Linked DNA regions of Mus musculus: regions 1, 3, 4, 5 and 6 are each linked to region 2. A link is a contact called in public promoter capture Hi-C data. All regions are on one chromosome and are shown on one strand. The core of a region is the stretch at or near the end of the contact, and the rest is flanking DNA. Distances in the headings are between cores, read along the strand shown. Region 1 holds the start of Pus7 (pseudouridylate synthase 7). Region 2 holds the start of Galnt11 (polypeptide N-acetylgalactosaminyltransferase 11). Region 3 holds the start of Nupl2 (nucleoporin like 2). Region 4 holds the start of Fam126a (family with sequence similarity 126, member A). Region 5 holds the start of Klhl7 (kelch-like 7). Region 6 holds the start of Tomm7 (translocase of outer mitochondrial membrane 7).

The links. Promoter capture Hi-C pulls out the DNA fragments that hold promoters and counts their contacts. Capture Hi-C pulls out chosen DNA fragments and counts their contacts.
Region 1: a contact with region 2 is called in a promoter capture Hi-C map of pre-B cells, with 2.4 times the contacts expected there. The contact joins the promoter of Pus7 here to the promoter of Galnt11 in region 2. A contact is called at or near these places in 2 of 39 promoter capture datasets (liver and pre-B cells).
Region 3: a promoter capture Hi-C map of pancreatic islet shows a contact between it and region 2. The contact joins the promoter of Nupl2 here to the promoter of Galnt11 in region 2. A contact is called at or near these places in 3 of 39 promoter capture datasets (the C10 cell line, liver and pre-B cells), 1 of 484 Hi-C or Micro-C datasets (CD4 T cells) and 1 of 9 other capture datasets (pancreatic islet).
Region 4: a contact with region 2 is called in a promoter capture Hi-C map of adipose tissue, with 3 times the contacts expected there. The contact joins the promoter of Fam126a here to the promoter of Galnt11 in region 2. A contact is called at or near these places in 1 of 39 promoter capture datasets (pre-B cells) and 2 of 9 other capture datasets (adipose tissue and liver).
Region 5: a promoter capture Hi-C map of pre-B cells shows a contact between it and region 2, with 2.6 times the contacts expected there. The contact joins the promoter of Klhl7 here to the promoter of Galnt11 in region 2. A contact is called at or near these places in 2 of 39 promoter capture datasets (liver and pre-B cells) and 1 of 9 other capture datasets (adipose tissue).
Region 6: a contact with region 2 is called in a promoter capture Hi-C map of pre-B cells, with 4 times the contacts expected there. The contact joins the promoter of Tomm7 here to the promoter of Galnt11 in region 2. A contact is called at or near these places in 3 of 39 promoter capture datasets (liver and pre-B cells) and 2 of 9 other capture datasets (adipose tissue and liver).

The regions. Positions count from the first base shown.
Region 1 is chr5:23,782,428-23,786,886 of GRCm38.p6, forward strand. Pus7 (pseudouridylate synthase 7) reads right to left here and starts at 1,284. Exons shown (of 16, transcript NM_178403.5): 1 at 1,085-1,284.
Region 2 is chr5:25,220,959-25,225,863 of GRCm38.p6, forward strand. It overlaps Galnt11 (polypeptide N-acetylgalactosaminyltransferase 11), which reads left to right and starts at 1,914. Exons shown (of 12, transcript NM_144908.4): 1 at 1,914-2,073.
Region 3 is chr5:24,162,546-24,166,889 of GRCm38.p6, forward strand. Nupl2 (nucleoporin like 2) reads left to right here and starts at 2,418. Exons shown (of 7, transcript NM_153092.4): 1 at 2,418-2,658. The coding sequence starts at 2,532. It also overlaps a transcript of Klhl7 not described here.
Region 4 is chr5:24,027,813-24,032,060 of GRCm38.p6, forward strand. Fam126a (family with sequence similarity 126, member A) reads right to left here and starts at 2,878. Exons shown (of 11, transcript NM_053090.3): 1 at 2,667-2,878.
Region 5 is chr5:24,098,957-24,103,588 of GRCm38.p6, forward strand. It overlaps Klhl7 (kelch-like 7), which reads left to right and starts at 1,634. Exons shown (of 11, transcript NM_026448.3): 1 at 1,634-1,918. The coding sequence starts at 1,799.
Region 6 is chr5:23,842,538-23,846,867 of GRCm38.p6, forward strand. Tomm7 (translocase of outer mitochondrial membrane 7) reads right to left here and starts at 1,608. Exons shown (of 3, transcript NM_025394.3): 1 at 1,434-1,608. The coding sequence starts at 1,536.

The sequences.
Region 1 (4,459 bases), core at 34-2,533, 1.4 Mb before region 2:
AGAGAGAGAGAGAGAGAGAGAGAGAGATGTTCAGAGGGGAACTCAAGTGGCCGTCCCTCTCCTATAAGGGCAGCACTCAAAAGGCTGAGAAAGACTTGTGTCTCTAGTTCAAGCCAGCCTGGTCTACATAGTAAGTCCTATCTCAAGACAAAAGAGGTTTATGTATTCAAATAAACTTGTTAAGTTAACAAATTCTGACTGTTGGTTATTTGCTAATGACTGCACATAGTTTCCCCTCTTTCTCACTACAGTGAACAGTCTGATATTTGACAGCTCCTTCGTTAGTAAAACCATTGCCCTGACATTGAGGCATAGTGTTTTACGGATGGCCACAGATTTTTGTTGTTGTTTAAGAGTGGGAACAAAACAAAGTAGCACCTATATTTTAGAGATCTCTTTTTTAAAGAAATGGCCTTGAACTAAACCCTTCTTCCTTGACTGGCAGTAATTAAGAGCAATAACCATGTGCTGGCCATTTTAAAGGCCCCTCAGTGAAGGGCTTGGTGGTATGGACCACAGAATAAGTAGCCTGCACTGTCACCCAGCAGAGGTTGGAGAAAAGACCCCAGACGTCAGCCTGATCGCTTCTCCGTGGTTGAGAAGAGCAGCGGCCCTTAAGGCCTGCCCAGCAAGTAAAACATCTGCGCCCAGTACCCAGCACCAGGCCGGGACCAGTGCAGGCTGCTCGGACGATCTGGGAGCGCTGAGCAGGACCGGGGGAAGGCTGGTTTGTTTTTCTAACAGGGAATTGAGTTTGGGGAGTGCCTGAGGCACCACAAAGCAAGGAAGAAGTGGAAAAAGAAGGTTCTAGCCCACAGCGGCGCGGCCAGAGGATCGGGACGCGGCGCCGCTTAACGAACGGCGGGGATCAGGGCGAATAGCCGGGATCGGGGAGCATGGATCGGGAACTAGGGGTCCGGGATCAAGGATCCGGGTGCGTGGAGCAGAAATAAGACAAGCGGGGAAGGTGGAGCTGGCGGCGGAGAAACAGGGAGCAGCGCGAGCTGCGACCACGGCCGCCCTCCCTCCCCGGCCGCGCGCCTCTCCGGAGGCCTGGGGCCACGCCGCAAAGCAGAGCACTTACCGGGAGCCTGAGGGCGCGGGCCGAGCGGAGAAGAGGACGCTCGGCTCGGGACGCGGGAGGGCGGCGGCGGTGACTCGCAGGAGGCGGCGGCCAGCGCCGACCAGCACAGGCTGCACCGCGTGGAGACGCACAGGGACGGGTTATCCCACCAGCCGCCGGGCTCGCACACGTGCGGCGCTGCGCCGCGCCGACCACGCCCCGGGGCGGGGCCCGCTCCACCGGCCCTCCGCTCCCGAGGACGCTCCGCCCATCGGCGCCTGGGAAGTGACTTGCCTTATGCAAAGAAACCTTTAGGACTTCAAAAACAGAGACTACCTTATTAGTTGTTAATTGTGCTTAAATGGGAGCTTCTTTCACAGCTATGGTTAATAGTGCATATTAATAGAATGGGTTTCTTACCTTTGACAGCTCCCCAGGAGGACTGTCTTCAAGAAGATTCCATCATAGCTGGTTAATGCTTTGGCGTAAAGAAAAATAAAATATATTTTTCTTCTCATGCTTCAAGTAGCCAACTGACCAAATCAAAGCATTCCATAGCATTTCAGGTCTAATATTTTGCCAGATTTCAACTCAGGGTAAAATAAAATATAATAAAATAAATCAAGATTTGTGGAGAGTCAAAAGCCCATAATCCAAGCACTCAGGTGATATGGACAGAAGGATCAGAAACTTAAGGGCACTTTGGGATATGTAAGGAATCCCAGGTAAACATGGCCTAGGTAAGACCCTGTTGTTTTGGTTTTTTTTAAACAAACAAACAAAAACCTGGGCAGTAATGGTACACACCGTTAATCCCAGCACTTGGGAAGCAGAAGCAGGTAGATTTCTGAGTTCGAGGCCAGCCTGGTCTACAGAGTGAGTTTCAGGACAGCCAGGGCTATACAGAGAAACCCTGTCTTGAAAAAACAAAATAGAAAAAAAAAAAAAGAAAAAGAAAACCAAACCAAAACAAACAAAATCCTGTTATTTCAGATCTTTGTATTCCTCTTAGACGTGTGTGTGTGTGTGTGTGTGTGTGTGTGTGGTGTTTGTTGTAACCATGTGTTTTACATATGTGAGGTTTGCATATGTGATGATTAGTGTTGTCAATTTGACAGAGTCTAGAATTACCTTGGAGACAAGCCCTGGTCATGCCTATGCTGGACTATCCTGACTGGGTTCATTGTAATCGTACAGGACCAGCATCGTTCCCTGACTGGAACTCTGAACGGTGTCAATCAGTAGTTCCTTAACCCCTTGGGGTTCCAGTGGCCCTTTCAAGGGGTTGCCTAAGACCATCAAAATATCAAAAACTAAGGTCCATGTACAGTTCTGAGTTTGTGGAGACCTGAGGCCCATCATGGTGCTTTCCGCTTTCACTCTCTACCTTAGTTACTTATTATTATTGTGTGTTTATGATGTGGGCATGCGTACATGTGGAGGCTGGAGCATAGTCTGCAGAAGCTGGTCCTCTCCTTCTACCTTACATGGTTTCTGGGGACGGAAGCCAAGTCGTCAGGCTTGCTTGGCAAGTGCCCTTACCTCCGATCCATCTCCATGGCCCCTTCACCCTACTTTTTGTAAATAATTTTCATTGATCCTGGAGCTCAACTGGACTGGTTAGCTGGCAAGTCGAAAGATCTTATCTCTGTCTCTCTACTGCTTGGATTACACAGATCTGCTGTGACCAGCTTTCTACATGACTAGCAGGATCTGAACACAGGTCCCCACTGTATTGACTAAACTGTCTCCTGAGTCCCACACTTGCTTTTAAAATATGGATTTAGTAGAAAGATCCAGCTAAATGAGTCACTTCTTAGTTACTGTCCTACTGCTATGATGAGACACCACCTCCAAAGGAAATTATAGAAAGAAGAGTTTATTGGGTCTTACAGTTTCAGAGGGTGTGTCCACAGTAATCCTGGCAGCTGGTAGGTAGGCAGCAGCTGGGAGCACACATCTTTGTCCACAAGTACACAGCGGAGAAAGTCAGGAATGGTGTGGGCTTTTGAAACTTCAAAGCCAACTGACTGTGACAACCTTGTCCAACAAGGCCACACCTCCTCCAACAAGGCCACTCCTCCTAATGCTTCCCAAACAGTTCTATCAACTGGAGACCAAGTATTCGCACACATGAACCTATGGGGGCATTCTTATTCAAATCACTACAGTCACATATATTTAGTTCAGACTTGTGGCTTCTACATTGTCTTCCTCTAAGATTATTCTCTGTAGTTACCTACCTAAATTCTTTCATTTGTCTTTAATCATTTTATTAATTCTTTCTTTCTGTTTTTTTTTCCTTTTTAAGATAGATGCTCAGTATATAGCCCAGGCTAATCCCAAATTCAAGAGCCTCCTCCCTCAGTCTCAAAAGCACTGCAATTATAAACTTGTGGCATCATGCCTAGCCCATTTCACTAATTCTTGTACAGCTGCACATTCTTGGGGCTAGGGTAAATTAATACCTTAATGTCCTAAGGTCAGCAGACTCAGATACAGCTATATGGTATAATATAGCCTAGATCCTGTTTTAATTTTAAATTTTTAAATTTTATTATTTTTATTTTTTAAAGTGTGTGGATGTTTGCCTGTATGTGTGACTGTATACCAGGTGTGTGTCTGGTGTCCAGAGAGTTCAGAGAGAGAGTCAGATACCCTAGAATTGAGTTACAGACAGAGAGCTGTCAGCTGCTGCGTGGGTGCTAGAAAGTGAACCTGGATTCTCTGAAAGAGCTGCTAGTACTCTTAGTTGCTGAAGCCATCTCTCCAGATCCTGTTTGTCTGTCTGTCTGTTTGTTTATACGGGGTTTCACTATATAGCTCTGTCTATCCTTCAACTCACTATGTAGATGAGGCTGGCCTTGAATTCATAAAGATTCACCTGCCTCTGCCTCCTGAGTTGTGGGATAAAAGGCATGCACCACCATACCCGGCTCTTATTTATTTATTTTTTTTCATTTTATGTGTATGGGTGTTTTGTCTGCATGTATGTCTACACCTCAGTGAGTTTTCTTCTCACGGAGTAGTTTCTGTTTCCTCTAAAGATTTTTGTTTGTTTGTTTGCTTGTTGTTTTTTTTTTTTCTGTTTTCTCCCCATTTGTTTGGTCTCAAAGGCATTGCCTTCCAGGGTTTGCCTGTCAAATTTCCATGTTCTCTACCTATCCCTTGCTTCTAAGTAATTCAGTTCCTCCTCCCTGGAAAACAGTAGAGGTTTAGGGGGCTTTGCCCAGCAAACTGGATGCCAGATTTTGAGTGCTCTTTCTCTGTCTGACTCCCAGAATGTTTCAACCCTCCTACAAACAGATCTGGACCTTCCAGTTCGAAAATATATGAAGGAGTGTTCCTTTTGTCTAGCTGTCCTTCAAAGCTTACTCTTGAGTCTACAAAAGAGGT
Region 2 (4,905 bases), core at 664-3,163:
TTTGGAGAATGCTATAGAGTTCACCCTAGAGAAGGTGAGTTTAAGAAGGCCAAAGAGGGGTAATTCACAAAATCTACAAAGAAAATTCTGGAAGAAACATACTGAAAGGACGAAAAAGGAGGAAATGCCTGACAGGGATGCCCCCACAGCCCATGCAGGCACAACCTACCTGCTCTCTCATCACTGCAGTGGTGTTTCTTATGGGTTCCTAGCAGGACTGAGCTCGAGGATGCTCACCGCGGTCCTGTATTTTGTAAGCTTCACCCATTTGAGGATCCTAGTAAACTGGCTAAATCTTCACTTCCACTTTGATGGATTTGAAATTACCTAGGAAACATTCCTGTTCTGGGCAGGTCTTTTTTTGTTTTGTTTTGTTTGTTTGTTTTTGAGACAGGGCTAATCTGTGTAGCCTTGGCTGTCCTGTAACTAGCTCTGTAGATCAGGTTGGCCCCAAACTCATATCCACTTGTCTCTGCTGTCCTTCCCAGTGCTGAGATAAAAGGTGTGTGGCAGCACTGCCTTGCTCTGGCCATGTCTTTGTGGTTTCCTGAGAGGTTTAGCTGAGTAAGGAAAACCTACCTGGAATGTGGGTGGCCATGGAGCAGGGATCAAATAAAAAGAAAAAAACAAAACAAAACAAAAAAACAAAACAAACCAGGTTGTAAGATGAGCACCAGCCTCTCTGGGCCTCCTGAGGGTGAAGTGTCACAGGCTACCTTAGACCTCTGCTTGCCATGGCTTACCCACCACAGCAGAGGCTGTACCTCACACTGTGGCCAAAATAAACCCTTAAGTAGTTTCTGTCAGGAACGTTGTCACACATACAGGAACAATAGCAGACACATGGTTATGGCATGACAATGCTTCTGTTCTATTGCCCTCTCGTGAGAGAGTCATCCCTTAAACAACCATGAGTTCCCGTTAAGATGCTGTGTGGACAAGAATGGGAACTATGAAAAATGCTTTCTTTGGCATTGAGCAGCAACTGTTTGACTGAGGGCAATGGCCATGGAAGGACACAGATAAGGGCCATCAGGATTTCAGCCTTAAGGATAGACCTAGGTAACCTCACAGAGCATCCTACAGCCTCACAATACTAGTAAGTATTTGGCAGGGCCACATATGAGTTAATTTTGTGCCACTGTGTTGACAACTTAAAGGGAAAAGAGTTATTTTGGTTCATGGTTACTGAGGGTTTATTGCATGGTTGCTTGGCCATCGCATTTGAGCAGAACATCAGGATGACAGCAGTATATGGGGTAGGTTATTTACTTCATGATGGGCAGGAAGCCAGAAGGAGACTTGGACAATTGGACCAGGTAAGACCCTCGGACATCCCTGATCCTTCTCCCTCTAGATTGACCCCCACCTCCAAAAAGTTTCTACAATCTTTGGCAATTGCACCACCAGCAGGCACCAAGCTCCACATAAGCCCCAGTGGGGCATTTCAAGTCAAAGTCGGTCACCACAGCCAGTTAATGCAGGAGGGAAGTATCCTGGGTTAATGCTAGCTAGAACAATTTATTGGTTCAGGAGATGCTGCTTTCTTAAAAATAAGGGACGCAGAATTTTCTCCTTACATATGTCCCATTGCTCTACCAGACATCACGGATTTAAAAAAAAAAAGTCTTGGCTGAATAGCATGGTGAGATAACAGGATTAATATAGATACCCGTCAATGTAAAGCAGCATTAATGGACCAACTACCAAAACCTTACCATTCTGTTTGATCTGCTAAATTTCCTCACATTCTCTCCAAGAAAAAGTCGTCCCCTCATCTAAGCTTCTCTCTGGAGTGAACTTCACTAAGGCCCTATGGGACAGAGCTCAGCTCCACACTGGGCGGGGAGGAGCCCGGGCCTCGTGACGCCAGGCCGCGGGCGGTGACGTCATCCTCGGAGGCGAGGGCGTGCGTGCGGTGACGCGTGCCGTGACGCGAGGGCTCCGCAAGGCTGCGTGTCGTGGGCCGCGTCGCGCGCCGCGGCTCGTGCGGCTCGGCCCGGGCTGTGGCGGGAGCGGAGATGCCGCAGCCCGTGCCCTGGAGCGCCGCTATCCCGGCCTGCGGGTGTCGCGGTGAGTAGCCGGCCCGCGGCGCTTGACCCCGCGCGGCCTACGTCGGCGCCTGAGCGTGGGCTGCGGCCTGAAGGGACGCGGCTGCTGGAGCAGGCTTGGTGGCCTGGGAGGCCAGAGCTGCTTCCGGATTCAACAGCAGTGATGGGTACTGCGCATGGCCGTTCTCTCGGTGGCCGTAACCTCCAGCCAGTGTTGTGATTTACTAGAAAAAAATACCGATTTTATCTTTATTGCTGTTATTACGGTCAGGATTTAGACCGCGTCGGTACAGGAGGCTGGAAGACAGAAAGGATGCATGTTTCTTTGCAGTATGCTTGTTAAAAAAATTACCTTTTATGGTTTTCGTACACCCCAAACTAGTGCTTTAAATATAAATATAGGAAGACCCGCCACCTGTCTGTCAGATCTTGTCCTTTTACTTTGAGAGCCATCATGTTGGTTGGTTGCTTATCTTCAAACAAAAAATGAGACCCTGGAGACGCTTTCTAGTCCGTGGGCCCAACAAAACAGTTACTTCAAACTTATTTCTTCTTTTATTTGAAATAATGCTTTAAGAAAAACAGGAAGTAAGCCTTTCTTACCCTCAGCATGTGCCTGCCACGGAGCTCTGCAACTGAAATGTCACCATACCGTAGTCTATAGTTTTCATTTGATGGCCCTGGAATCAAATCTCTAACATTTCTGTGCTGTTTCTTGCCAGGTTTCTTAACAATTTTATATTACTATTTTTCTTGTGAAGTATAATTAACATGAAGTTTATTGATTATTTTACTAGTATAGTTGAATGGCATCGGGTACATTCACAGTGTTGTCTTAACAGGCAGTGCCATATATTTCCAAAATCAATCACTCAGGACAGACATTATAACATAGGGCAGGGACTCCTGCTCTTCTTCAGTCTCTCAGTTTACCTGGTTTAGATACTTCATTTGAATTGGAATCCATGGTCTTTCCTTTATCTGTATCTGTTTGAGGCTATTCTTGGTTGTCAACTTGACAACCAAAAATGGCTAGACACAACTGTGAGAGATTTTTGCTGAATTAAATCATTTGAAGTGGGGAGAGCATTTCTAATCTGTATCTTTGAGGTGGGAAGATCCACCTTTAATCTAAGGCCACACCTTCTGCTGGCAGCCTTTACAAAGGCTATGGAATAAGGAAGCCCCCTCTTTGCCTGCTTGCTCTCACCCATACTTGAAAGTCCATATTCCTTCACTGGCATTAGAGCCTGTTTGTATGCTGGATTCCAGTGTATGCTGAAGAACAGCCGAGACTTCCAGCTTTGTGGATGAGCAACTAGATTCTTGGACTTGACATCAGTAGACGGCCATTGTTGGACTTGCGGGAGTACTCTAATAAATCCCCCCTCTCTCTATATGGAGAAATCCATTCTATAATTTCTGTTACTCTAGAGAATCCTGGCAAATAGTTTCTCTGCTTTCTGTCTTTGGAATGTCTATGGAAGGTTTGAATTGCTTAGTTCGTGTTTGAAAAGCACTGACTGCTGAGTCTGATGGCTCCACTTGTCTGGCTTGGTCTCCAGTGACCTTTATGGCCTTTCATATTGCTTGTCAGCACATCTTCTGGATGTACCTTGGAACCCTTCTTCTTTTTTTTTTTTTAATTTTTTACTAGGTATTTAGCTCATTTACATTTCCAATGCTATCCCAAAAGTCCCCCATACCCACCCACTCCCCCTTTTTGGCCCTGGCATTCCCCTCTACTGGGGCATATAAAGTTTGCAAGTCCAACGGGCCTCTTTTTCCAGTGATGGCCGCTTAGGTCATCTTTTGATACATATGCAGCTAAAGACAAGAGCTCCAGGGTACTGGTTAGTTCATAATGTTGTTCCACCTATAGGGTTGCAGATCTCTTTAGCTCCTTGGGTAATTTCTCTAGCTCCTCCATTGGGGGCCCTGTGTTCCATCCTTGGAACCCTTCGGAAGTCTTTTCCTAGGTTCTTCTCCAAAGTTCCCAGTGTCCCAGAGGATCTGTTCAGTATCTGTTCTCTGCACCTGCTCTTCCTTTGTTACGTAAACCTGCTCTGCATTGGTTTCTCTGTAGCTTCAGCTACAGTTCCCGTGTGTCTTAAGTTTCTGTGTGAAGCCTGGGTTCCAATGTGAAGGCATTGCCCTATCTTCAATGTACCAGCTCACCTCTGACCCTTGTTCTGGGTCATCAAGACTTGAAAGCTTGGTGCTATAGCCTCTTCTTCCTTAGGTGACGCCATTCATGCTGACCAGTATAGGTAGTTAGTTGGTCTTTGTTTTACCTTCCCCACTCAGTTTCACAGCCCAAGGTCAAGCCAAGATGGCTTCTCCTTGTGATTGTTGTCATTAACTCCTTGATTCTAAACATTTTCTCCCTCTATCCTAAACCGTTTTGTACACAGCTGTCAGGACTTCTTCCCTAAGCTGGGTAGTAGAATTGCATAAAGACACTAGCTAGCGATTTTCATCCCACTTCCCAATAGGGTCTCACTCTGTAGCCCAGGCTGGCCCGAACTGTTGTCACATTCTTCCTGCTACAGCTTCCCAAGTGCTGGGGTTGTAAATGTGAACTACCAAGTCCAGTTCATTCCTGACACGTTTATTCTTAGTGGCAGAGCTCCAGTCTGTTTTCCTACAATTAAACTTCCACTAGCTTTAAAGCCCTTACAATTCACTGACCTGTAAGTCTTTCAGGTGAGGCTAGGAATATGGCTCAGTGGTTAAGAGGAAGTGGTGTTCTTGCAGAGAAACCTAGTTCAATTCCCAGTACCCATGTTGGTGACTTGACACTGCTTGTGGGTCAGACACCTCTGGACTCTGCAGACCGTGTGTGTGTGTGTGT
Region 3 (4,344 bases), core at 1,168-3,667, 1.1 Mb before region 2:
TTGCAGAAGGACCTGGGTGTGGTCCTTTGCATCCACTCGGAGGCTCACGATCATCTACAACTCTAGTTTAGGGGGATTCAGTGCCCTCTTTCTAGCTACCTCAAGTACCAGGCACACAATGAAGCACATGCATACATGCAGGAAAACATGAGAAAAATTGTTAACATAGCTAAATTTTCTGATGACAAAATACTCATTTATTACACTGTAATCACACTGATAGAGCAGTTACCCCTGTAGAATAGGCAGCACTGTTAAAATATTTTGACTATATTAGCTGTTCTTTTTAGGCTGCTGATTAACTAGAACACATAACATTTTATAAAGCTTTCTATAAAGTTCCTTTACTCCTAATAACCTGTATCATGTTCCTAATAAGAACACGTCTTCCCCCAAACCAGAACTATCATTCACAATTCTAAAGGATAATGGGTAAAAGTAAACTATTCAAAGTATATTACTTCATATACAAATTGCTTTGTATTCAAATTTCTTTGTATATAAAGTACATTTCATTACTTTTTCAAAAAGTTCCTTTCCTATAATGTACTCTGCTTTCATTTCAGTAGATACTGGGTTTGTCAGTGTTCTGTCCTTTGAAGTGCTTTATTTTGATGATACATGGGTTTTACTTTTGAGAATCACAATTTGAGTATGAATGTTTAGTAGACAAAACTTGTTCCATATTATAACAGTAACTGTGGCTCTGTGGTCTAGTTTTTAAAACTTGTCATTATAGTGTCATGAAAATGTTTGAGTCATGAGGCATTTTAATACACCAATATCAAAATGTGCCATTTAATAAAGTTATTCAACTAAATCTATATTCTTTTTTGACTGTTTGCATTAGGTAAAATCCAATTTACTCCATCCAATATGGCACCAAACCAGTTCTCATTAAACTTCAGTAAACTGGTATTATGAAAGAGCATTTTGTGGGTTGCAGCATTAAATCCTGATTGATCCTTTTGAACCCCTTAATTTTTCCTCCAAAGATTTTTAAGGTTTCACTCTGATATTACCAGTTTTACTCCTTTTAAACATAACTCAATTTGTTGTGGGCGGGTGTGAAGATTCAAAATAGTGGCAGTTCTCACTTTGGTAAGCTGAGGCAGGAGGATGACTGAGACCATGCTAGATTACACCTACATATAGAGCTATCTAGATTGTGTTTCCTATTACTATGACAAACCCTGGTAAAAGCAACCTCAGAAGCATGTGTTGATTCTGGCTCACAGATTAAGGTACAGTCTAGCACAGCTTGGACGGGATTTCAACAGGAGCATGAGACAGCTGGGCACATTGTATTTGCAGTCTAGCAACAGCAATGGATGTTCAACTTGAATTTGCCTTTTTATTCAGTGTGTGCCCACTCCTTTGAGAATGCAGTCCTCATTAAGGGTACATCTTTCCAGTTCAACCTTTGTGAAAGCATCTTCACAGACATGCTCAAAGGTGTGTATCTATGGGGATCTAAGTCTGACCCTCCAAGTCCAGAGATTTGTGTCTATGGTGATTCTAAAAGTAATCAAGTTGACAGTATTTACCATCACAAGTGTTAGGATTACTAGTTAGAGTTTTGCTTTTGATCTCTCCATCCTCTAGCATAACCAAAATATAAAATGAGACTCAAGGTATACTTTGAGTCTGAGGAGTCTCTAAGCTGCCTTCAACTCTTAGTTTATCCCCATTCTCCAATTTTAATTTCCAAGAGCAATTTCATTTCATTGTTATATAATGTACTTGTTTTATACTGATACAGGGTCCTGCATGAGAACTGTAAAGATAATAAATGAAACGTAGTGGGTGTACGGTTTTGATCTTAGCACTAAGGTAGGTGGATTTCTGTGGGTTCGAGGCCAGCTAGTAAGACCGTATCTCAACAAAACAAACAAAACAAACAAAAAACAGTAAATTGGATACTTTCAGAAAACCTTTATCTGAAACTGCTCCTGAGGAAAATCGGGCTGCTTCTGTGTCGGTTTTACTCTTTGTCATTTTTCCTGATGAAATTTCAAAAGGCAACATTTACGTGAAATTTTAAGACATTACCGACTAAGAAACTAATAGATGCTTTTCGCCTGCATTGAGTCCTGTTTCCTGGTTACAGCTGGCTTTCTGTAAATAATCTCTCTTGATAAACAGATTTTTTTTCGTTGTTAAGCCCATTTTTACCTCCCCCCCCCCCAAGTAAATGTAAAGAACGAATGAGTCTCGCAGACTGTATACAGCCAACTAGAGGGTTGCTGGTTGTCTGCTATATCTGGTATTCTCTAGATTCGGGTCCGGGTTCAGGTCCGGGTCCGGGTCCGGGTCAGGGATCCAACGACCGCGTCCCATTTCAGCATACCCGAGCGCTGACAGCTCTGCTCTTCTTAAATCCCATTGGCTAAAGCCCACGCGGCTCACGGCACACTGGTCACAGAGCCTCTGGGCGCGGGGCGATGACGTCACACTAGCCGGGCCTCGGTTGCTGGAGCCTGGGCCCTCGCCGGCGACCGCGAGCAGGGTCGAGCTGGGACGGCGCTACCATGACCATATGCCAGTTTTTCCTTCAAGGCCGGTGCCGCTTCGGAGACCGCTGCTGGAACGAGCATCCCGGCGCCCGGGGTGCGGGCGGGGCTCGGCAGCCGCCACCGCAGCAGCAGCCACCCTCAGGTGACGGTCTGGGAGCCTTGAGCCAGGGCCACTTGCTGCGGACGCACACCTCCACCCCGGGCCCCTGCCCTGGCATGCGACGTCTCACCCCCAGTAGTTTGACAAGTCGTTTCTGATCGTCACACGTGGACAGGCGTTTGGACTTGGGTGCTCCTGTCAAACACTGCGTTTTTAAATTAGAGATATCTTCATCAAAACCTCCTTTTTGGTGAATGGCAGTGGTAGGGAGAATTCACGTGGGTTCATTCAGACCCCTTTCTCTACTCTTTCCCCTTCCTTGTCCGTGATCACAAGCTCTTAAAATCTGGGCTTTAGTTAGTAGCTTCCGACACTGGGTCAAGAACCTTACAAGTTTTGTGGAAAGGGTATTCAGGGGTTAGACATTAAACCAGCACAAAACAAGGTTTTAGAAGTCAGATAAATACGTTTTGTTCTCTTAATTTTGGAACCTAGTTTTTTGTTTGTTTTGGTTTTTAGGTTTTCAGAGATCGGCTTTCTCTGTGTAACAGCCCTAGCTGTCCTGAAAAACTCTTTGTAGACCAGGCTGGCCTTGAACTCACAGAGATCCACCTGCCTCTGCCTCCTGAGTGCTGAAATTAAAGTCATGTGCTACCACTGCCCAGTGGAACCTAGTTCGTGACGTTGTCAGTGGGTGCTTCTCTTTCCCCTTCTCTTTAAGGCTCCTCCAGCCCCTGTGTTCATGCTGGTTTCATATTTCCAGTCTTTTCGTGGAGGAGACAGATTGTATCATCTACAATGCTTCTAGTGAAAGACTCCAAATTAGGAGTCAGGTTCCGATAGATACTGGTATACTCCCAGGGACTGCTGAGAGGAATGTTTGCCATTTGGTCTCTGGAAACCTACTTTAAATGTAGTAATTTGCAAGTAAATGTTCAGTAGATAGATAATTAGGGGAAAAATACAAATAAAACTTTAGAATGAAAAGAAAGAAAAAGAATGCTTTGTAATTTTAAGGCCCACATTTGGGCCTTAAATACCTCTCTCTTTCCCTCTGCTCTGCTCCATCTTACGTAGCTTCCTGTTCCTCCTCCTGTGAGAGCTGGGCATATCCTATTCTGTCAAATTTTTCTCTGATTTGTCACTTTGTCTGGCACTCAATTAGATACCACTTTCAAACATAGCTGCTTCCTTCTACAGACTAACTTTACTTTCGATGTCTGAGATTAAAGCTGTGTACTAAAGGCATGTCTATTTCAGCCAGAGGAGTACTCTATCAGTCTGTTTTTAGTATATATTAAGTGATATATTTTCTAAATCCTAAGATAAATTACCTTTATCCTAGCATAAACTAGGAAGTGATAAGATTAAAAACAGTATCAAAACCTGAAACAAGTCCTATTGGCTTATTATTATTATTTTATGAGTTGTTAGAAATCTACGCTATACTTTACCTATTAGTAAGCTCTGCGATCTCTATATGAAGGATAGGTTGTGGGCATTGTGTCCACAAAGTAAAGACAGAGGCAAACACTTTTTAAATACCTATTTAAGGACAGAAAGTAAAATTTAACCCTTTTTATTATCCAGTTTATTCATTGTTCTCTTTCATTCATTGTCTCTATGGCCCAGTGCAGAAGCATACACACACATCCAATGATAGGTCAAATGAGGGCCTTGACCGAGCTGGGCTCACCGCAAAGCTTTTAGAGATGTTTAGAGTATTTT
Region 4 (4,248 bases), core at 1,628-4,127, 1.2 Mb before region 2:
AATTAAAACAAAGAAATACAGTCGTCATTATCTTGTTTCTTATTAGAGATGTTGCCTTCAGAAATGTATTTCTTACTGATCACCGTTGTCTCCGGCTCCCCAAGGACTAACTAGGATTAATCACCTCATACCCACCGGCAGAGGTTTTGCCTTGACGCTGCTCTTTATTCATGCATGCACAAACATGAAATTCTTTCGACCTATGCTCTACTGTGGGGGGCTTCTTATAAAAGACTTACTTTACATGTCTGAGTGTTTTTTTCTGCAAATGTGTGTGAAAAACACGAGTGCCTGGTGCCTCTGAAGGTCAGAAGAAGGCATCTAATCTGGAACTGGAGCTAAGAATGGTTGTGAATAGCAACCATGTGGGTACTAGGAACCAAACCAGAGTCCTCTGCAAGAACAAGTGCTCTTAATTACAGAGCCAGTTCTCCTGCCCCTCAAGTGGTTTTTCAACCATGTTCACACATTAAAAATATCTAGGAAATCAACAATATGTTTAAAAACATAAACTTTACAGGAAAGTATCCAATACCAACAGAAAGTGTTCCCTAAGAATCAGAAGGAAACAAAGGATACAAACAATCTTAGGAGGTGATATGTGGGTTTGTTATTTTAATTGTGGCAATGATTTTATAAATATTAACATATTAAATATTAAGTGTCACAATTGAAATATGTATGTATTATACTTCAGAGAGTTCTTGTTTAATTAAATGCTGTTGTCTAGGTCCTATCCTGCCCTTGCTGGAAACAGGGTGGGGAAGGTTCCTTCTGAGAGTAAAAATTTTAAGTTCTGCAAAATACTATATGTGGCCAAGACAGAGAAATGCTATTCCATAGCCAGCATTTTCTCCTTTCTTTCCTTCCATTTTCTTGAAAAGTCTCACTCACACATCTCTACTTTATTGCCATAAGTAATCTTATGACTGGTTTTGGAGCTACACTCTTAAAAGTCACCTATGAAGATTTCTTAGGCTTGATTACAAATAGGCAACAGGATGCTGAATAAAAGTGAACTAGAAGATATACTTAAACTTATTGTCAAAATTACACCATTCTTTAAAAATGTAACCAAAGGGGATTTTATAAAATAGAAGAATAAAAACAAACAAAAAAGTAGAAAAAGGAAAGCAGGGTCCTTCAGTATGGCTCTGGTGGTAAAAGCTCTTGCCACCAAGCCTGATGAAAGGAAAGACAGAACTCTGTCTGCATTGACCCAACCCAGTCTCCACCTGGCATGCATACCCAGAGACTGTAGCTACTGATTATTAACGGGATTTCTAATTTGTTTCTGGAAATAATGTTAATAAATCAAATGACTGTAAAATGAGTCAATTGTAGAGTCTGGTTTCTAAATACATGCTGGGCTTCCCCCTTACTACTAAAGTGAAATTATCTGAATACTTGATTTTGATACCACTCCTGACAAAGAAACCTTTCCCCTTTCTTGTCCTTCAGTGTACTTCAAAAACGTGATACAAAGAGTCATCTTATAAACCTTAAAATGTATTCACCTAAAGGGGAAAAGTGGTCACAAACGATCGGGGGTGGGGGTTGGGGGGAGGAGGCTGGTGCCATTGGCAACAGAGCAGTCCTAGGAAAACACACCTCCCAGAACTATCGCATTGTTTCAAGGTTACCCTAATCTTTGTGGCTTTATGTAGATAAAAGTTGTAACAACTGAAAACCTCAAACTGCAACGCGTGGCATGAACCACAGGGCTGGCACATCTCCTGCAAAACCTACCTTGTTACCCAAAGGACACCCAGTGTACAGAAAGCCAGTGTTACCCTGCATGCAACCAGTAGCAGTCTCTGTATCGCAGCAGCACTCCCCCTACCTGAGCAGTGGAGCCGCTGCCCGCGTGCAATAGCGTTTTATCCCAGAAGCGATTCAGTGCAGTGCAAAACCACTAGGGCCAAATTCTTCAGGAACCTCTAAACTCTAAAGGTACAAAGCAAACACATGCACGCTGCAGGGCAGAGACCCAGTTTTGCTGAAGCTTGCAAACCTGGGGTGTTTTCGTGCGGGGAGGGGGGGGGCAAGGAAGGAAAAAAGAACGAAAGGAAGAAAAGAAAGAAAAAAGAAAGAAGCTTACAAAAAAACAAAAACAAAAAACCGTTCAGTGGACAGAAAACCCTGTCGATCCTCGAGGGCGGTCACAGCAGCCGCAGAAGAGGCAGAACTCCAGGGTCCAGCGCGGCGCAGGCAGAAGAGGAGCTCTCCTGGTGGTGGACAGACAGACCGGTCTGGCACTCCGAACCCCCAGCCCCACGGGATTCAAGACCCGAGCGAGCACCGCTCTGAAGAGCACCGGGTCTGCGGAGCCAGCGTGGGCGGCGAGGCCAGGCTTTGGGCGGCGCGGACGGGTGGGCAGTGGCCATAGGCTACGGTGGGCTCTGTGCTAGGCCGACCCTGGGGCACCCCCAGCTCATCGCCCAACCGGGAACGGAGCCTCGTTCACAGCGGGCAGCCGGCCGCGGCCAACTTAGGGTTCTCGGGCCGCGCCTCGCGCGGGAGCCGTTACCCGCAACGGGCCGCCGCCCCAGGACGAAGTCCTACCCGCCGCCGGCAACAGCTTCAGCCCCGCTCCTCCCAGACCAAAGAAAGTTCTCGGTCTCCCGGCGCCTCAGGGGCCGGCGTACGGCTCGCGGCAGACTCACCAGAGCAGCTCCGGACCTACCGCGGCCTCCCCCCACGACCACGGCGACCACGGCGACCACGGCGACCGGGCGACTGCGCTCCGCCGGCAGCCGCGCCACCTGCCCCTCTCCTTCTAGCAGCACGAGTCCGGGCGAGCCATCTTCCCTCCTCTCTCTGACTGACAACCCAGCCCGGACAGCCGCCACTGCCGCCAGCCTCTCTGACAGGCACCACCAGAGACCCGTCCCCAAGCAGCCAACCACCACCGTCCCACACTGGATCAGCCTATCACTGACCCCCAGGGTGGGCCCAGAACAACTTCTCCACCAATGAGAATCTGAAACTATTGATGGGGGGGGGGCGATTTGAGTGGGCGTGGTCTGCGCGATGGGCGTGGTCCGGGAACGCCCAGGGGAGACGATTGACTGTGTGGTTAGTGGTGACAACTAAGAAGTTCCATGAAGGTCTCAGGATCTCTCTGAGCCCTTTAGACCTTAAGTCTTACCAGATGCTTTAAAACGTAATCAGAAAAGGACAGCAAGCTGATATTCAATTACTCGAATCATTTCCCAAAAGTATATCAAAATTTGACCGGATTCTGGGGGGTGTGTGTGGGGTGTGTGTGTGTGTGTGTGTGTGTGTGTGTGTGTGTGTGTCTGTGTGTGTGTGTGTGTGTCTGTCTGTCTGTCTGTCTGTCTGTCTGTCTGTCTGTGTCTGTGTGATTTCGGAAATAGCAATTAAAATACTACCTTTTCTTATGTTCATTGCTTTTGACTTTAGCCTTGAAAATTTCAAATATGGTGTCTAAAAGACAACTGAAGAGTTAAAAAAAATATTACTGCTTTTGCACCCATGTGGAAGCTCACAACCTCTATAACTTCAGTCTCAGGGGATCAGTAGCCCTCTTCTGGCCTCTGCCCTCATCCAGGTACACATGCACCTAACACACACACACACACATAAATTAAAAGAATTTTAATAGTAAAAGGGAGGATGGAGAGTTGGCTCAGAGCTTAAGAGCACTTGCTGATCTTCCAGATGAATGGGGTTCAGTTCCCAGCACCCACATCAGGACTCTAGTACAGCAGATCTGACACTTCTGGCCTCGAAGGTATCTGCACACATATGGTACACATACATACATACACACTCAGCCATACATATATACACATTAAATAAATAAATATTTTTCTTTAGAAAAAAATTAAGTATATTTCTCTACTTTTTTCCATAAGCCATTTTTCGTCTTCCACACCTACTTATCCTACAGATAACGTTTTATATATATATATATATATATATATATAGCCAATACAGCATATGCTCCGAGCTCCCCCTATTACAACCCTCTCAACTCAAATCTGGTTGAATTAGAAAGAAAGAGAGAGAGAGAGAGAGAGAGAGAGAGAGAGGAAGGAAGGAAGGAAGGAAGGAAGGAAGGAAGGAAGGAAGGAAAGAAAGAAAGAAAGAAAGAAAGAAAGAAAGAAAGAAAGAAAGAAAGAAAGAAAGAAAGAAAGAAAGAAAGAAAGAAAGAAAGAGAGGAAGAAGGCAAATTTCAACCTGGAAGAAAGGAAGTCATTCTAAGTTAATGCTAGAGATGAC
Region 5 (4,632 bases), core at 384-2,883, 1.1 Mb before region 2:
TTTCAGGAATAGTTGACAAACATATAATAGACTCCAGCTTTGTGTGTGTGTGTGTGTGTGTGTGTGTGTATGTGTGTGTGTATGTGTGTACACTTGCATGCACAAGCACGCATGCACTTTTCTTTAATTACAACTTGATGTTTGTTTTTCTTTTGGGGTGTCATTTTATATATTTTCTTGGTTTTGTTACAGTATTGGATTTGTTTGTTTGACAAACAACTTAAAAGTTGGGTGAGGGCTGGTGAGATGGCTCAGTGGGTAAGAGCACCCGACTGCTCTTCTGAAGGTCAGGAGTTCAAATCCCAGCAACCACATGGTGGCTCACAACCATCCGAAACAAGATCTGACTCCCTCTTCTGGAGTGTCTGAGGACAGCTACAGTGTATTTACATATAATAAATAAATAAATATATTTAAAAAAAAAAAAAAAAAAGTTGGGTGAGCAGGGACAGGAAGATCTGGAAGGATCTGAGGGAGAGGAAAAATATGATTAGAATATATTTAATTTAAAAGTTATCTTAAATAAAACATGTTGAAAGGGGGCATCATATATATATGACGTCTAAAACTTCCAAAAGGATTTTCTCACTGTGCTGTGGTCCACCAACTTGATGCTCCCACCAGTGTATCTGGTAAACGCCTTGATTAACTTTCTTCCCCCACCTCCTGCAGATAAATATATTTATCTAATCTCTTTTATAAAGAAACATACTGTCCAGGATATGTTCAATCCCTTTTTAGGCCATTGCTGACCCTATGCAGCTTAAAATAATTTATTTAATTTTCTTTTAAGCAGTTATTGTTTTAGATCAACAGCGGTCTAGATCATTTTACATAAAACTTCTGTCTAGTTCTTCATACATCTAGGTAGAAAACTGAGGCTATGTAGAAAGTTCATTACTAGAAATAACGACTTCAGTCCTGTGTATTCCTAAACAGCAAAATAAAAAACTCATTATGAACATGTTTCTGTGAGTTCTAGGACTGAGTTCTGTATTCCAGTAGAACTGCCCGGGGAAACCTCAATAAAGTTGGCTGGAACTAACACCTGCTCTCTAGTTTTTTGGTTTTTTTGATTTTGTTTTTTTCCCCAGACAGGGTTTCTCTCAGTAGTCCACCACTCTCTGCCTCCACCACCACCATCACCCACCAGATCTGTTTTAATGAGAAAGACAGCCTACTAAACAGGCAGGCATGTCACGGAGAGGAGAAATCGACAGGACAATGGTTTTGCTTTCTGAATCTCAAACAAGTAACTCTTGTGCTTATCCTAAATAACCTTTGCCTTGCAGTATGCAATTTTCCTGTAATAGTTACTGAGCGCCTACAATGAGCCCCAGTCTGAAAAGGCAGTGAAGAACTGACCCTGTTCTCAGGGAGCTTACGCCATAGGGAGACGTCTTAGTTTGTTCTATTACACAATTATCCAAAATAGATCATCACGAAATCTAAACCTGGGAAGTCGGCCTTTGGTAGAAGAAAAGCACACGCGAGCTTGGATCAGGCCGAAGGGTACCCACTGTTGAGGACGCCGCACCGCGCGACGCAGCCGGTTGCTAGGGCGTCGCGTGGCTGTGACGCACTGCCCCGCCCCCTCCTCCTTAGAGCGCACCCCCCCCGCCCGACCCAGTGCGCATGCTTGGGACTCCCTTCGCTTGCAACCGTGGCCGAGTTGGCTTCGTCTCGTCCTCCTTCGGCTTTCCCGCAGTTCTCCGAGCTCCGCCGCCGAAGCCGTGCTCCAGACTGCCGCGTGTGGCGGGCAAACTGTCGCCGCGAACCCGCAGAGGGCAAAGAGAGGATGGCCACCTCCGGCGTGGAAAAGAGTAGCAAGAAGAAAACTGAGAAGAAACTTGCGGCTCGCGAAGAAGCCAAGCTGCTGGCGGGGTTCATGGGCGTCATGAACAACATGAGGAAACAGGTGCGGGGCGGTGCGGGGTGGTGCGGGGCGGTGCGGGGCGGTGCGGGGCGGTGGGCAGGGGTCCGGCGGAGGCTGGCGGCGGGGCCGGCGCCTTGGCTGACGGCCTGCTCCGCCACGGGGCTTCCGAGGCCCGCTCGACGGGGACTCCTGCGGCGGGCGGGGGGCCTCCGGGGCGGTTGTGTAACCGGTCTCATCCAGTTCCCCGTGAGGCCTGGAGCCTTCCCTTACCGTGCGGTGTCATCTGGAGCTCTCGGAGGGAGGCTCCCGCCCCGCCGCCCTGTCACCCAAGTGGCACGAGTTGATAAATCACCTGTCATTTAGGGCGACGCCAGTCACCAGTAAATAGCAGTTTTCTAAGGGTTCTGGCGCCACTGTTAACCAAGAGGATCTCTTTGTGCTGTCTTTGATTTTGCCGTGTATTGGAGAAACCGCAGCATTTGGTTGAAAGGTGGGTTATGAAAGGCACGGCTTAACGATGGAGACGGTAGATAGGTGTTTGATAGAATTAACTAGATTATAACCTCCAATAGACCGGTAAGCAGGGGAACACCACTTGGTTGGTTTTTGGTTCCGTGAGTTTTACTTGGTAGAGAACACATTATGGATTCTGGGGATGTTTGTCAGTTTGTTGACTCTGAAATCTGTTTTTCAAGAGGACAAAGCACTACAGATAAGCTTGAGTGATTAAAAAACCTAATTCGGCTTTCTGACGCTTTTGCTGTGAGTATGGGCAGCAGAAGAATCTTAAGATTTATTTCGGAAGATACCAACTCCTGATTTCTTAAGGCCAAACACTGGTCGCAGCAGTCTTCTCTTTGTTCACAAGATGGCACACTGCTCTGGTTGTAGCGGATAGATACTATGTTTTCAATGCCTATATCTTTCCTGGTTTTTATGCTGAAATAGCTGTGAATGGCTGGCTTCTTTATTAAAATGCATCTCTTTTCATATTTGTGTTCTTTTTGTGTAACCTTTTTGAGATCTACAGAATTGATGATTTGAGATTGCAAGTGTCTTTGATGTGTACCTCTAGTGGTAATTAAATCGAACTCACTGGTGCTTAAATTTGTTTAAGCTCATTCTGGTATACTCCTACTGTCCCGAACTGTGGCAGATGTGGGCTGGAGCTTTGCAAAGCATTACCTCATTCCTTAGATAGGCTGCAACAAAGTCACAGCATCCATCAGGTGTTACAAGAAGATGGTCTGAACCAACATGTTATTTAGTTCTTTGATTTTAAAATTAATTCATATTTCTTAGACTTAGCTTTAGAATATTGTGACATCTTTTTTGTTAAAATAGAAATACAGTTATGAGATTTACTGAAAAATCAAGGTTATGCTATTGAATACAAAGAAGAATATGGATATTTGGTGAGCACTCAGGGATCTGACCCTTCTACTGTGGCTAATTTAATCTGTTTTATGGTGTATTTCAGACTCCTGTAGCATTTTTATCAACTTGGAGGATTCCTGCATTTAACAAAGATGCATAGTACCATTTTGTACTGATTCACATAGTTTATTTTTGTTGAGCTATTATAGACTCCTAGAGCATTTTAATCACCTTAATGGATTCATGTATTTTTCTTTGTTTTATGGTTTTATTGCCAAGTTCTGATGCTTGCTGGGGCTGGAACACGGACCCCTTTTTTTTTTTTTTTTTTTGGTTTTTTCAAGACAGGGTTTCTCTGTATAGCTTCTGCCTCTCAAGTGCTTGGATTAAAGGCGGAACACGGACCTCTTATTCAAAACATTTTCACTGTAGTTTCTTTTGTTGCTTAATCTTGTCTGTCCTAGAACTTGGTCTATAGTTTAGGATGGCCTTGAACTCAGAGATCTGCCTGCCTCTGCCTCCTGAGTGCTGGGATTGATTAAAGGTGTGTACTAGTGTGTCTGGCCCTAAACTTTTTCACAAGTTGAAAGATTAATTGGATGGAGTCTTGCCCTGAGGTCACCACCCTTATATTACAGTTAGAATCAGGTTTTTACAACTTTTCATCTCCTTGAGCACAAGGACCATTACACTTCCTGGTGCCCCTTTTCTCCTCAAACTGTACATTTTATATATTTTCCTTGCTCATCTTCTTCCTTTTTATTATAGATCTATATAAAAATGGCTCTGATAACCACACAGTTAATAGTAGGATATTTTGAAATCTCTGCCAAAGCTGTTAATCTATTACCTTCCAATTTAGCCTCAGGCAGATTTTTGGACAAGGGTAGTGCAACAGACTATCCCCTTTTTTTGTCTTCTATCTTCGTGGAACGGGTCTCTGGTTGCAGGTGGGTGAAGGAGTCAGCAAAAGTGGGTGACAAACAGAGACGACAGGAGAGAGCATGTTGAATCTGAGTATAATTTGTCAAATCGAGCAACCTACTTTTTATACAGAAGAGTAACAAGAAACCAGGCAAACACTTCCCTGCTAAGTTACAGTGACACAAAACAAAAGGAATGCATACATCAAAAGATGGCGGAGACCAGGCCACATTTACCTCTAAGAAGGGAGCCAGGTGTAATGCTAGTCTATTGTTAAGCCCACCACCAGGGGGTTCTGATCTAGCAGACCTCATGAATAATGCAATACCAGAACCCCTATTTCCTAGGCCTTGGTAAATTCTTGCATATGAAGGTAACTTGGCTGTTCTTTTAAGTGTCTGTGGGGAATCTCCATTTGTCAGAAGAATTCACCAACTTGCTTCTAATAGCAATGT
Region 6 (4,330 bases), core at 358-2,857, 1.4 Mb before region 2:
GGGCAGAGGTGTATCTCAAGAGGAGAGCCTAGTGCACCTGTAGTTCCAACTACACCATAGATGAGGCTGAATTGCGAGTTCACCCAGCCTTACCTACAGGCAAACTATGAAAATGGAGCGGGGCTCAAAGAACTGTATGGACAACCCGGCCTACAAAAGTAGAGCCAGCAGTGGGTGGTGGCGCACGCCTTTAATCCCAGCACTCGGGAGGCAGAGGCAGGCGGATTTCTGAGTTCAAGGCCAGCCTGGTCTACAGAGTGAGTTCCAGGACAGCAAGGGCTATACAGAGAAACCCTGTCTCGAAAACAAACAAACAAAAAACCCCAAGCAAACAAAAAAAGTAAGCTGTCACAATTATCTATCTGATACCTATATAATATCACTGTCTGAGATTTTCTTTTCTTTCAAAATAGAGGAGAAAAGAGCTGTATGTGACGGTGCAGGCCTGTAATTCAAACACTGGAAAGGTAGGGAAAAAAAAAAAAAGAGAACCAGGAGTTCAAGGCCAGCTTGAGCAACATGAGGCACTGTCTCATCAGTAATACTTAGGAACACCAAGAAAAATACTTGTCCTATCAAAATATCCAGGTTATCACAGCTCACATACTTCTCACAGGTACAACAGCTGCCTGGAGAAATGTCCAGCCTAGTTAAAGGCTCTGCCAAGACTACAAATGAATGTATTTTATCTTATATAATGCAAGTCATGTAAAACAAACGAGAAGCAGCACCTTGTGAGGGTCCTGCTTTAATGAGAAACGCCAGATTCCATATTAGAGCTCTGAGACCTGGAGCTAAAATCCTCTGCTGTTTACCTTACGGGATGAATAAGGCAATTAAGATAAAAAATTGTAAAACTACTCAACCAGGAACAGAACCAGTTCCAGAGTGTAGCCCTAGGTGAAAATATTTGCCTGGACACTTGGGCAAGGAAAGTACAACTTTATGGCTGTCTTTCCCTGCAAAATGGGGTCTGTAACTTTCGGGAGAAAAAAAAAAATCACCGAAATCCTTCATTATACAAGAAAAGCGTAGGCATCCAATGGTCACAATCATGCTTTTAGGCAGTGACGTTTTAACCTGGTTACCGTCTTCCCACTTAGGCTAACCTACAGGAGGGAAACGTTCTAAAAGTCAAATAGAGGATTAATCTTTCTTTAGGGGTCATATAAACCTAAAACCAATCTTGAAAGGTCTTGCTTTTATTTTACAGATTTAAGTAGGGAATATAAGGGATTGTGTGACTGGTTAAACACTACTCAAATAGCTAAAAGGAACTGGAAGATGGTTTTTCGAGCCCGGGCAGACAGCCTCGGAAATCGTGGACAACGCGGAGGCCGGGTTTAATTTCCTAGCCCCGGATGGCAAAAAAGGAGACTCAGACCCCACCAACCCCTGCCCTGCGGCTCCTCCCAAGTTCTTCAATCACTGACCCAGGTAAATCACGAGAGGAATAAAGCCCCAGCGGATGGCAAACTGGCCGCCCTTGAAGAGCTGCTGCAGCCTCTGTTTGGCTTCTTTGCTCAGCTTCACCATGGCGACGACGGACCAGCGGAACGAGGAGCCCAACAACCACCACCGTGTCCGGATCCCGGAAGGGAGAGGAGCTGCGCATGCGCCACGTGGGGCCTTTACGGCAGGAGTCGTGAGGCATCGCCGACAGAGGCCGTAATCCGTCGCCTTCCAGCAACCTAGCTCCGCCTTGCGGGTTCACTGCTCCCGCCTCGTTTTTGTTGTTTTATTGTTGGGACGAATCCGGCTTTTCCTGGAGGGGCGGGGCGGGAATTGTCTTTCCAGATAGGGGCTCCCTGTTTAAGACTTTGCTGCCCTTGAACCCATGGAGCTGCTACTGCATCAGCGTCTCGAGTGCTGGGATTCAATGCGCGCTGTTTGCTGAAGATTGCCAGACGCGCTCACTTGAGGCCTACTTTTTTATCTACAACTACCTTTATTTTTTTCCAGCATCTTTCCAGAGTTTTAAAGCACACATCCCAGCGATGATCTTTGAGAAAGAAGGAATGTTATTTTATATACTGTTCTGTTATCTTGGCTAAGTTCCTTACTATCCCAGAATCAGTTTCTTCTATGGCTGCTAAAACCGGACGTCACCGGGCACTCTTCCAGGTTTCCTTCTACTTTGCACCCGTTCTCTGTTTTTCATTTAACAACATTTTCAAATCTGGGAAGTTCGCGTGAAATCTGGGTTTATTTGTCTGTTTTTCTTTGACACTTCTGGCTTCTAGACTTACATCTCAAGGACTGCCAAGGAACTTAATGAGATCACTGGGCACAAGGGGTTCATGGGAGTTAAGCTACATTTTTACTATAAAGGAAGTTATAGACTTTTGTGTGTGAGAGTCCCAGAAAACTGCAGTTTACATCTGGGAAGGAGTAAAGTCAGATATGCTTAAGCCTTGAGTGTGGTCACTGTTTCAATATTCTTAGTTGAAAATAGTTCTGTATAAAAGGAGTACTGCCCCGTAACAGCAAATGCTGTTAAATGTCAGGGGAGTCTTTGCTCGGCTGGTGGGATTCTTCAGCCAGACGGGACACCTTTCACTTCCCATGTCTCCTTAATTCTGTCTTTCTCTCCTGCCCCACTGCATTCATCCTCAAAGAATACATTTTTATTAATACAATGCAATGAAAAAAAAAAACCAACAATAAAGAACATAGGTGTAGAAAATGCGACTCTAGGATCAGAAGTGCCAAGATTTTAGTCGAATTCTGCAATTGACTTGAAATAAGAAACTTGTGAATTGGCTGATCCCATAGCAAAGCATCTAATTAGTTCACCATGGTTACTAGGAAAGCAGTGCTCTGATCCTAAAATGCAGTGATGTAAATGAGCCAAATGAGAACAGAAATTTTTATGCATCTTGTTTCTCAAAATACTCTGTTTAGAAATACACAATAGAGGGGTTGGGGATTTAGCTCAGTGGTAGAGTGCTTGCCTAGCAAGTGCAAGTCCCTGGGTTCGGTCCTCTGCTCTGGAAGAAAAAGAAGAAAGAAGAAAGAAAGAAAGAAAGAAAGAAAGAAAGAAAGAAAGAAAGAAAGAAAGAAAGAAAGAAAAGAAAGAAAGAGAAAGAAAGAAAGAAAGAAAGAAAAGAGAAAGAAAGAAAGAAAGAAAGAAAGAGAGAAGAAGAAAGAAGAAAAGAAGAAGAGGAAGAAGAAGGAAGAAGAGGAAGAAGAAGGAAGAGGAGGAGAAGGAGGAGGAGGAGAAGGAGGAGGAGGAGGAGGAGGAGGAGGAGGAGGAGGAGGAGAAGAAGAAGAAGAAGAAGAAGAAGAAGAAGAAGAAGAAGAAGAAGAAGAAGAAGAAGAGAAGGAGAAGAAAGAAAAGAAAGAAATACACAATAGAGCTGGGCGTGGTGGCACACACCTTTAATCCCAGCACTTGGGAGACAGAGGCAGGCAGATTTCTGAATTCAAGGCCAGCCTGGTCTACAGAGTGAGTTCCAGGACAGCCAGGGCTACACAGAGAAACCCTGTCTCAAAAAACCAAAACAACACCACCACCAACAATAACAAAACAAACTAACATATTCAGCAAAGATCCTAATAGGAACACAAAGGCCAGAGAATCAGGGGCACTCAGCTCTTACTCACCTTAGCCATCTTTCAGTCACTTCTTTGTAAAACTGTTTATTATTATTATTATTATTATTGTGTGGTGTGTATGTGTGTGTTTGTGTGCATCTGTGTGGTGTATATGTGTGGTGTGTGTGTGTGTCTCTGTGTGTGTTGTGTGTGTGCATGCTGTGTGCTGTATATGTATATGTGTCTGTGTCTGCATGACTGTGTGGTGTGTCTCTGTCTGTGTGTGTGTGTCGGTGGTGTGTGTGTGTATGTATGTGTATGATGTGTGTGTGGTGTGTGTGTGTGTCTGTCTGTCTGTGAGGAATGATGTGTGTGTATGTACTTGTGTGTGTCTGTGGTGTGTGTGTGTGTGTGTATGTATTTCTGTCTGTCTATCTCTGAGGTATGTGGTATACGTATTTGTGTGTCTGTGGTGTGTGTGTGTCTGTGTGTCTGTCTGTGAGGTGTGTGGTGTGTGTGTGTCTGCCTGTTTGGGAGGTATGATGTGTGTGTATGTGTCTGTGTGGTGTATGTGTGTGTCTGTCATCCTGTGAGGTGTGTGGTGTGTCTGTCTATGAGGTGTTATTTGTGTCCTTGTAGTGAGTGGTGTCTATGTGTGGTGTATTTGTTTCTCTGTATGTGTCTCTTTGTGTGGTGTGTGTGTGTGTGTGTGTGTGTGTGTGTGTGTCTGATTGTCTGTCTGAGAGGTATGTGACATGTATGTGTCTGTGATGTGTGTGTCCGTGGTGTGTGG